Regions from separate parts of the Mus musculus genome. Here region 2 is linked to region 1. A link is a contact called in public Hi-C data. All regions are on one chromosome and are shown on one strand. The core of a region is the stretch at or near the end of the contact, and the rest is flanking DNA. Distances in the headings are between cores, read along the strand shown.

Region 1 (3,583 bases), core at 569-3,068:
AAGAGAGGGTAGTGCTATTTGAAGTCTAGTTGAAGAGAAAAAACCCAACATGACTAAAGGCCACTCCCAGATCATAGCTTGAACCAAGGGGGAATATAGGTTTTCAGAATCTCTAATGCTGGGTTTTCTTGGACGACTTCTGTTTCTCTATCAGGAGCATGGCAAGCATTTCTGAAGACAAGAATGTGCTCCAATGCTGTAGTTCACTGTCCTTGCTTGTAACTGTAACCCCATTCACTCTCAAGGCAGGTTGCCCACAAGACCTTTCTAGGCATAGAGTCTCCTTTCTAGCTTTCCAGACAGTAATAAGATATCTAGGTCCCAAAGAGATGGACACACACTTTCCTGTTCCAAAATGTGATGGCGGTGGGGGTGTGTGTGCAGTATGGGAGACCGGGAGGTCATTGCTACTTTATCCAGTGTGCACTTCCTTCCTGGAGAATGCTACATGCTTCTGGTCACTGGCGAGGGGGCAGATGGCACCTCTGTTTCCTGCACCATTCTCTTCTCTGCTCACCCAGGGTCCTTCAACAAGCCAGTGGATGTGTGTGCTTCTCTTGGGGGTGGGGGGTGGGGTGGGTAGGGACTGGACACAGCAGACCCAGGCTGCAGTTCCCTCACTCTGCCTCTGTGAATTTCTCATCCAAACCTCAATCACGTAGGATTGCGTAGAGAGGAGAAAAGGGGAGAGACAGAGACAGAGAGGGGGGAGAAGGGTGTCGGGGGGGGGGGTGGAGGAAGGAGAGAGTCTGGGAGCAGTGGGCGCGAGAAAAGGGAGCAAGACTCAAGCGCGGCTCTTTCCAGCTCTCCACAAGCCCAGCCCCTAATTCAGTCCCACCAGGAAAGCTTCCCAGCTCCTTAAGAGCCAGAGTAACTCCAACCTCTGCTTGCTCCCTGTCCCACTCGCCTTCTCAGAGGCTGCTGTCGGCTCTGCCTGGAGTTTCCTGCGGAGCTAGCGCTTTGGGGGAGACAGCCCGCGGCGGCGCCCCGAGCTTCTGCCCATGAATGGGACTCCGCCCTGAGCGCCCCCTCCCGGTCTAGGGGAGGCGGCGGGGGGCGCCCCGCGATCCCGCGGCTCCCAGCCGCCGCCAGCGCAGCAAGTTGGGCTAGTTGGTGGCCGCCGGCACCTGCCTCCTGTCCCCGGCCCCAGAGTCCGCTCCCGGCCCGGGGAGTCCAGGTGGCACGCGCGGCTACCTCCCGCAGTCTCCCAGGGCGGCCTAGGGAACCTGCCTGCGCCCGGGCACCAGACCATGGTGGGCAGCTGCGACCCAGAGCCGCAGCCGCCGCGAGCCGACGTCGCCCTCCACCAGCCCCCGCCCCACCCGAGCGGACGCGCGGGGGCTCGCAGCGCGCGGTCACTTCCTTCCACGGCCGGGATGGGCGGCGCGGGACCGAGCGAGCGGCCCAGCGGCGGCCGGGTAACCCCTATCTGAGCTGCGGCCGGGAGCTGTCGACCGCCGGGGCGTGTGAGCCTGGGGTCCCGGAGGCGCGGCGATGACCTGATCCCAAGTCCGCCAGGGCGCCCGTCCCTCGCTGCCCAGGTCGCTCGGAGCCTGTGCGGAGACCGGCTTGGTGCGGCGGCTCGGGCGCACGGTGGCAGGGAGCTCCGGTGAAAGGCGTGTGGGCGCCGAGCTGGGGAGGACACCTTCGGCAGCTTTGCCTTTGGAGGGGCTTCTGTAAACTACTGAGTCATTCCAGATTTAGGATTTCCTAAATAATCACCAACTGTGCCCGTCTCATGCCGGAACGCAGGCAGTGAGAGCGGGAGCGCCTGCTCTCGGGACCCCGCGGATCCCCGGGGTGCTTGGCCCTCGAGGATCTCCCTCTCTCCCTCCCCCTCCCTCGTCTCCCGCTCTCTTTGCAGTGCTGCTGGAGGAGAGGCGCGCTCACCGCAGCTGGAAACAGCTGCACCCCCCCTCCCGCCCCGCCCCGCGCCCCTACCCCGAGTCTGGTTAACCGCTCCCACTTCTCGCCTCTTGGAATTCTAGAAGTGGGGGTGCCGGCCCCCGGAGAACCGCAGCCGGTGCGATGCATTTCGTAGACCTCACCCAGCTGGGACGGACCTCCTAATCTTCAGAACCGCGGGCCACAGGGAGTTAAATTGCTGCCTTCCTCTTCTCTGTCGCGGTTGGTGGTTCGTTTTCTAAAGGAACGTTTTATTCACTTTTTACTATATATATTTTTAAGCTGGGGGCTCGCTTCTAGCCTCGGTCCAGACTCTGCCTTGTAAACGGGTTTCTATGTATATATGTGTAGGTATACTTTGGACACCTTACAACGCTTGCGCCTCTCCAACCGGGGCACAGCTTGTTATTTTGGACATCTTTTCCCCCCTTTCCACTTGGTACCCTGAACGCAGTGTGACCAAACTCCCTACTGCCCTTTGGACGTGGATCGCTTTGGGGTGCAAGTTTGGGGTGCAAACGTCTACTTCGCAAGAAGGCCTGGGACCGCCCCGCCCCCGCCGCCAGTGGTTGGGGAAGTTTACATCCGGATTTTCACACGTTTTGTTGCCACTGCCCAGACTCTGACTAACCTTGTGGGCTCCAGGTTTTCGATACTGCAACCTCCTCAAATATTAGCACTGCCTCCCCGCGCCTGTCCTATTCCTCCAGGCCCCCGAGGTCCTGCCCTCATCCCGGCGGAGCAGGAACCCGAGGGCGCAGTGGAGCCCGGGGCCTCGGGCCCGCGCTGAGCAGCTATGGCTGCGGCGATAGCCAGCTCCTTGATCCGGCAGAAGCGGCAGGCGAGGGAGTCCAACAGCGACCGGGTGTCGGCCTCCAAGCGCCGCTCCAGCCCCAGCAAAGACGGGCGCTCCCTGTGTGAGAGGCACGTCCTCGGGGTGTTCAGCAAAGTGCGCTTCTGCAGCGGCCGCAAGAGGCCAGTGAGGCGGAGACCAGGTTAGTAGCAGTCAAATCAGTGGGCTCCCCAGAGGCTGACGCCCCCCATCCCCTTCCTTCAAAGCTTCTGGGAATTGCTCATGGATGGGAATCAGAATTCCTTTCTTCCATGCTGGCCCACCTTCTTTCAACAACCCTGTGTCAGTTAATAGCTTGTCCCATATTCGGGAAAACACTTTCTGCTTTCATCCACCGACAGTCTAGTATGAGGGTCACTTGTATAGGTGCATCTGGGTTCCTTTATCTGGTAAAGCCCTGGAGGGCACTAGTTCGTTCGATTGTTCGTTCTTTCATTCATCCATTCATTCACGCGCCACCCATTGTTCTACCCACCCCTCCATCTACCTACAGAGTAGTCATACTACCTACGGAGAGTATGAAAACAAATAAAGGTCTTTATACTCCTCATAACCACATAAGACAGTGATTATGAATTATAATAGATACCAGATGAACTTAATATCATTTGATTTGCTCTGCCTTCAACAAGCACGTGGGTTTTTTGCCTTTTAATACATCTCACTTTCCCAACTTTCCATGTTCTCACATTCATCCACTTCTACACAGAACCCCTTTCTTATTCTTCCAACCAGTTGATAGTTACCATCGGCCTCTTACAAAGTTTACTGTCCACTTACTATTATCTGCATTTCAGCTTTTGAGATACTAAGTCAACACCATGG
Region 2 (3,437 bases), core at 247-2,746, 57 kb after region 1:
TTTGATGGGGAGATCTTGCTCCAAGGAAACAGTTTGTTCAGAAGAGCAAAACATGAACCCGTGAAATTGTGCTCTTGTTTATAAGTGTATTAATAGGTAGGATACACTGGTTTAGAATCTTTAAAATACTATTTAACCAAGTGGATTCCTAAAAGCTGGTGAGGACTGAGTTGTCTTTAGTCCTTTCCTGGATCCATGAGCTAACTGATGCGCGGCCTTGGGTTAGTCACATGAACTCTCTCCCATTTATGTAAGTTCAGTTGTACCAAATGAGAGGGGCAAATACTCTCATAAAGTATTGATGCTCTTTTCTTCCCTATTGGCACAGAAATAAATGTGTGCTAAGTAATTTTTTATCACTTCCTTTTTATTTCCTCTGAGAAGTATACCACAACTAAATAAGAAGTTATCAGTTTACAAATCACTGCATTGTATTGTCAAGACACGTGTAAAGACGTGCATGTCATGGAGCTAGAATTTGCACCTGGGATCTAGGGCTGAACATGACTGTGTGTCCCCTGTGGCCAGTTATTTAACTCCTCTATGTATCTAGTTCATCTGTTCATTAAATGAGAATATACTAGTACTTAGATTTCAGGGATTTTGCATCAATTATAGTACCTAGAACACAGTGGCTCTTAATAAAGCCAATCTATTATTGTTATCTGTCTTTAGATCTAGAGAGCATGTTTTCTTTGACCGTTTTGGGGGAGGGATTGTAAGCAGCTCATAGACAGTGGCAATTTAGCAGAAGTAGAATTCTTCACGATGGCTGCTGTTATATGAAACAGTTTGACGTGTTTACACAGGAGATTATGGAATAATAGTCTAATAGTTTAGAAAATGTGCATCATCAGCATCATGTGAGGACTTTGTAGAAACATGTATCTTGCAGCTCAACTTTAGACAGATCTGTAATCAAACATAATTTGGAAAAATAACAAAGGACTTAATAGTGTAAGGAAAAGTGTATACTACACAGTCTATGCTTTTGAGGTTTTTACATACTAATTCTGTTTTCTTAGGAAATCATTAATTTTATTCATCTGGTAGAATGGTTAGTCTATCTACTTGAAAAGATCTAGAATTACCCAGAAGATGGGCCTCTGGCCATGCATCTGGGGAATTATCTTGATTATGTTAATTGAGGTAAAATGACCCAACCACCTTGGGTTGCACCATTCCTCTTGCTGAGCTCTTAGACTGTAGATGGAAGACGGAAACAGAGCAGCAGCTTGTGTTCAGCCCTCAATACTATCTGATTATGAATGTGGTATGACCAGCTGTTTTAAGCTCTGGCTGCTTTGATTTCCCTGTCATGATGGACCCTTAAACTGTGCATCAGAGTAAGCTGTTTCTCCCTTAAATTGTTCTTGTCAAGGTGTTTTGTCACAGCAAATTAAAGTAAGGAAAGCACCACCCGATGAGTCACCCTAATCCCAGCAGAATGTCTCAGCCCTTACACTCTGTCTGTGGTAGGCTGCCTCCATGCATGCTCAGCACCTGCTCCCTGTCATAAAATCCTCACTTCTGCTACCTGCGAGCCCTATGCATCCTATAGCTATACAGATCACATTATGCTCAACTGATAGCTGCATCTGTGTTTCCATGTCCGAGTACCACCTCCTAGTTTGTCCTAGGAAGCAACGAAACATGTTGCATCATCCCAGACCTCAGGGACACATGCTTTCACTGGCTTACTCCAAGTGAAAACAGTTGAACTGAACGGATCTCAGCCAAGGGCACATCTACTTTTCCTTATTCCCCTTCCACCTTCTTGAGTTGTGAAGACCTTCAAGTCCAGGATAGCTGTGGCTTTCTGTCAGTGTTTGTAAAAATAACCATGTTCAAACAATAAGGCACCGCTTACACCTGCTCTCCATCACCCACGGAAAGACAAGGCTGCTTGCACAGAGGGTCAGCTCACTCGGCTTTCCCCTGCTGAATCCTTAACATTGTATTTTCTGTAAAATGATGTGTTTGTAAAAGACATGCTCAAAACCAGAAACTTTTTAAGTTTGTAAGCTGACAATGACTATTTTTAACTCTGGAAATACTGTTAAAAGGAAAAAAGGCAGAGGTGTAAGACGCAGCAGCACAGGTTTCGTACTGAACTTAAGAACAGTGATGACATTCCCTTCTACCTTAAACCAGTACACAGAGCTAAAGCAGGCACCTCTTGTTCTTGAATTTCCCAGTTGTTCCCTAGCTAATCATTTTATCCAAGGTTTCAGCCTCACCCATCTTCCATGGTCAGAGACCTAGTAAAGGCAAAATAGAAGAAAAACTCACTCCTGTTCAACTCCCCCCCCCCCCCCCCGCACAGCCCTAAGAAGCAAGCATAAGTTTGACTGGTAAGATTTGGTATAAGCCAACCTCCTGCTTTAGAGTTTCTGTGCCCCTGTTCTCTGTCTTCTTAAAAGCGACGTCACTGTTCCTCAGATTTTCTTGGGGAGATGTGAACAAAAGTCCATTTACCATTGATAGGATGCCAACAAGAAGTCAACTTTTCCACCCAACTCTAGCTTGTGTAACTAATAACTTATTGTGGTTACTTACATGAGCATGGTTCAGGGGCTGCTTATAGAAGCAGGAGCCAGTGGTTTCCTGTGGGGTTGGGGGAGCAGGAGTGACCCAAATACAGCTGTATCACTAAGGAGCCCACCCCAGACGGAATAGCAAGGCATGAAAGCTGTATCCAGGGAGCTCCTTGATCACTTTGTAGGCATCTCCACTAAAGAGTAGTCTCTCCCCAACACCAGCAATTGTTTACTGGTTATATAACTTTGTGCCACAAACTTGTGGATCTGTGGGTTTCTGCTCTTTTCACATCTTACAAGTGCTTCCTCTGGAGTGGAATGGTTTAGTTTAGGGAAAGTAGATAAAAACAATGGAATATGAAACTTTGATGCAATCTGGGGCATTTCTTTTATGGGAGGTTAAAATTATCACTTCTTGGTCCTTGGTGATTAATAATTTGGGCAGGGAAATACCAATGTTTCTAGTGCTACCCCCCAAGAGCTCTGTCTCTAGTTGCATGTGTAGCAGAAGATGGCCTAATCGGCCATCAATGGGAGGAGAGACCCTTGGTCTTGTGAAGATCATATGCCCCAGTAAGGGGGAATACCAGGGCCAGGAAGCAGGGGTGGGTGGGTTGGGGAGCAGAGCAGGGGGAGGGTGTAGGGGGCTTTGGGGATAGCATTTGAAATGTAAATGAAGAAAATATCTAATAAAAAAGAATAAATTAGGTAGCATACATTGAAAAAATGAAAGAACATAGCTCCTGTCCTTTCATAGATTCTAACTCTTGATTTTCAATATTGCTGTACAATAGAATAACCTGTAGAGTTAAAGAGTATTGATTTTTTTCTGTCACAGAGATTTTTATTTAGTTGATATAGCTGTGATGTAGGCATCAGAATTTAAAAACAAACAAA

What was found. Hi-C and Micro-C count contacts between places; a contact is called where the count stands out from the background.
Region 2: a Hi-C map of olfactory sensory neurons shows a contact between it and region 1, with 3 times the contacts expected there. The contact joins the enhancer-like site here to the promoter of Fgf12 in region 1. A contact is called at or near these places in 1 of 484 Hi-C or Micro-C datasets (olfactory sensory neurons) and 1 of 9 other capture datasets (pancreatic islet).

What each region holds. Positions count from the first base shown.
Region 1 is chr16:28,444,310-28,447,892 of GRCm38.p6, reverse strand. Fgf12 (fibroblast growth factor 12) reads left to right here and starts at 1,818. Exons shown (of 5, transcript NM_183064.5): 1 at 1,818-2,900. The coding sequence starts at 2,702.
Region 2 is chr16:28,387,345-28,390,781 of GRCm38.p6, reverse strand. The region is part of intron 2 of Fgf12 (fibroblast growth factor 12); the gene reads left to right. Among named protein-coding and RNA genes, the nearest start is that of Fgf12, 57 kb to the left of the region's middle. Within about 2 kb of position 1,496, at least 9 of the 459 cell types and tissues checked have an H3K27ac peak or open chromatin away from gene starts, as enhancers often do. A contact at or near this core is called in olfactory sensory neurons, where this site is marked.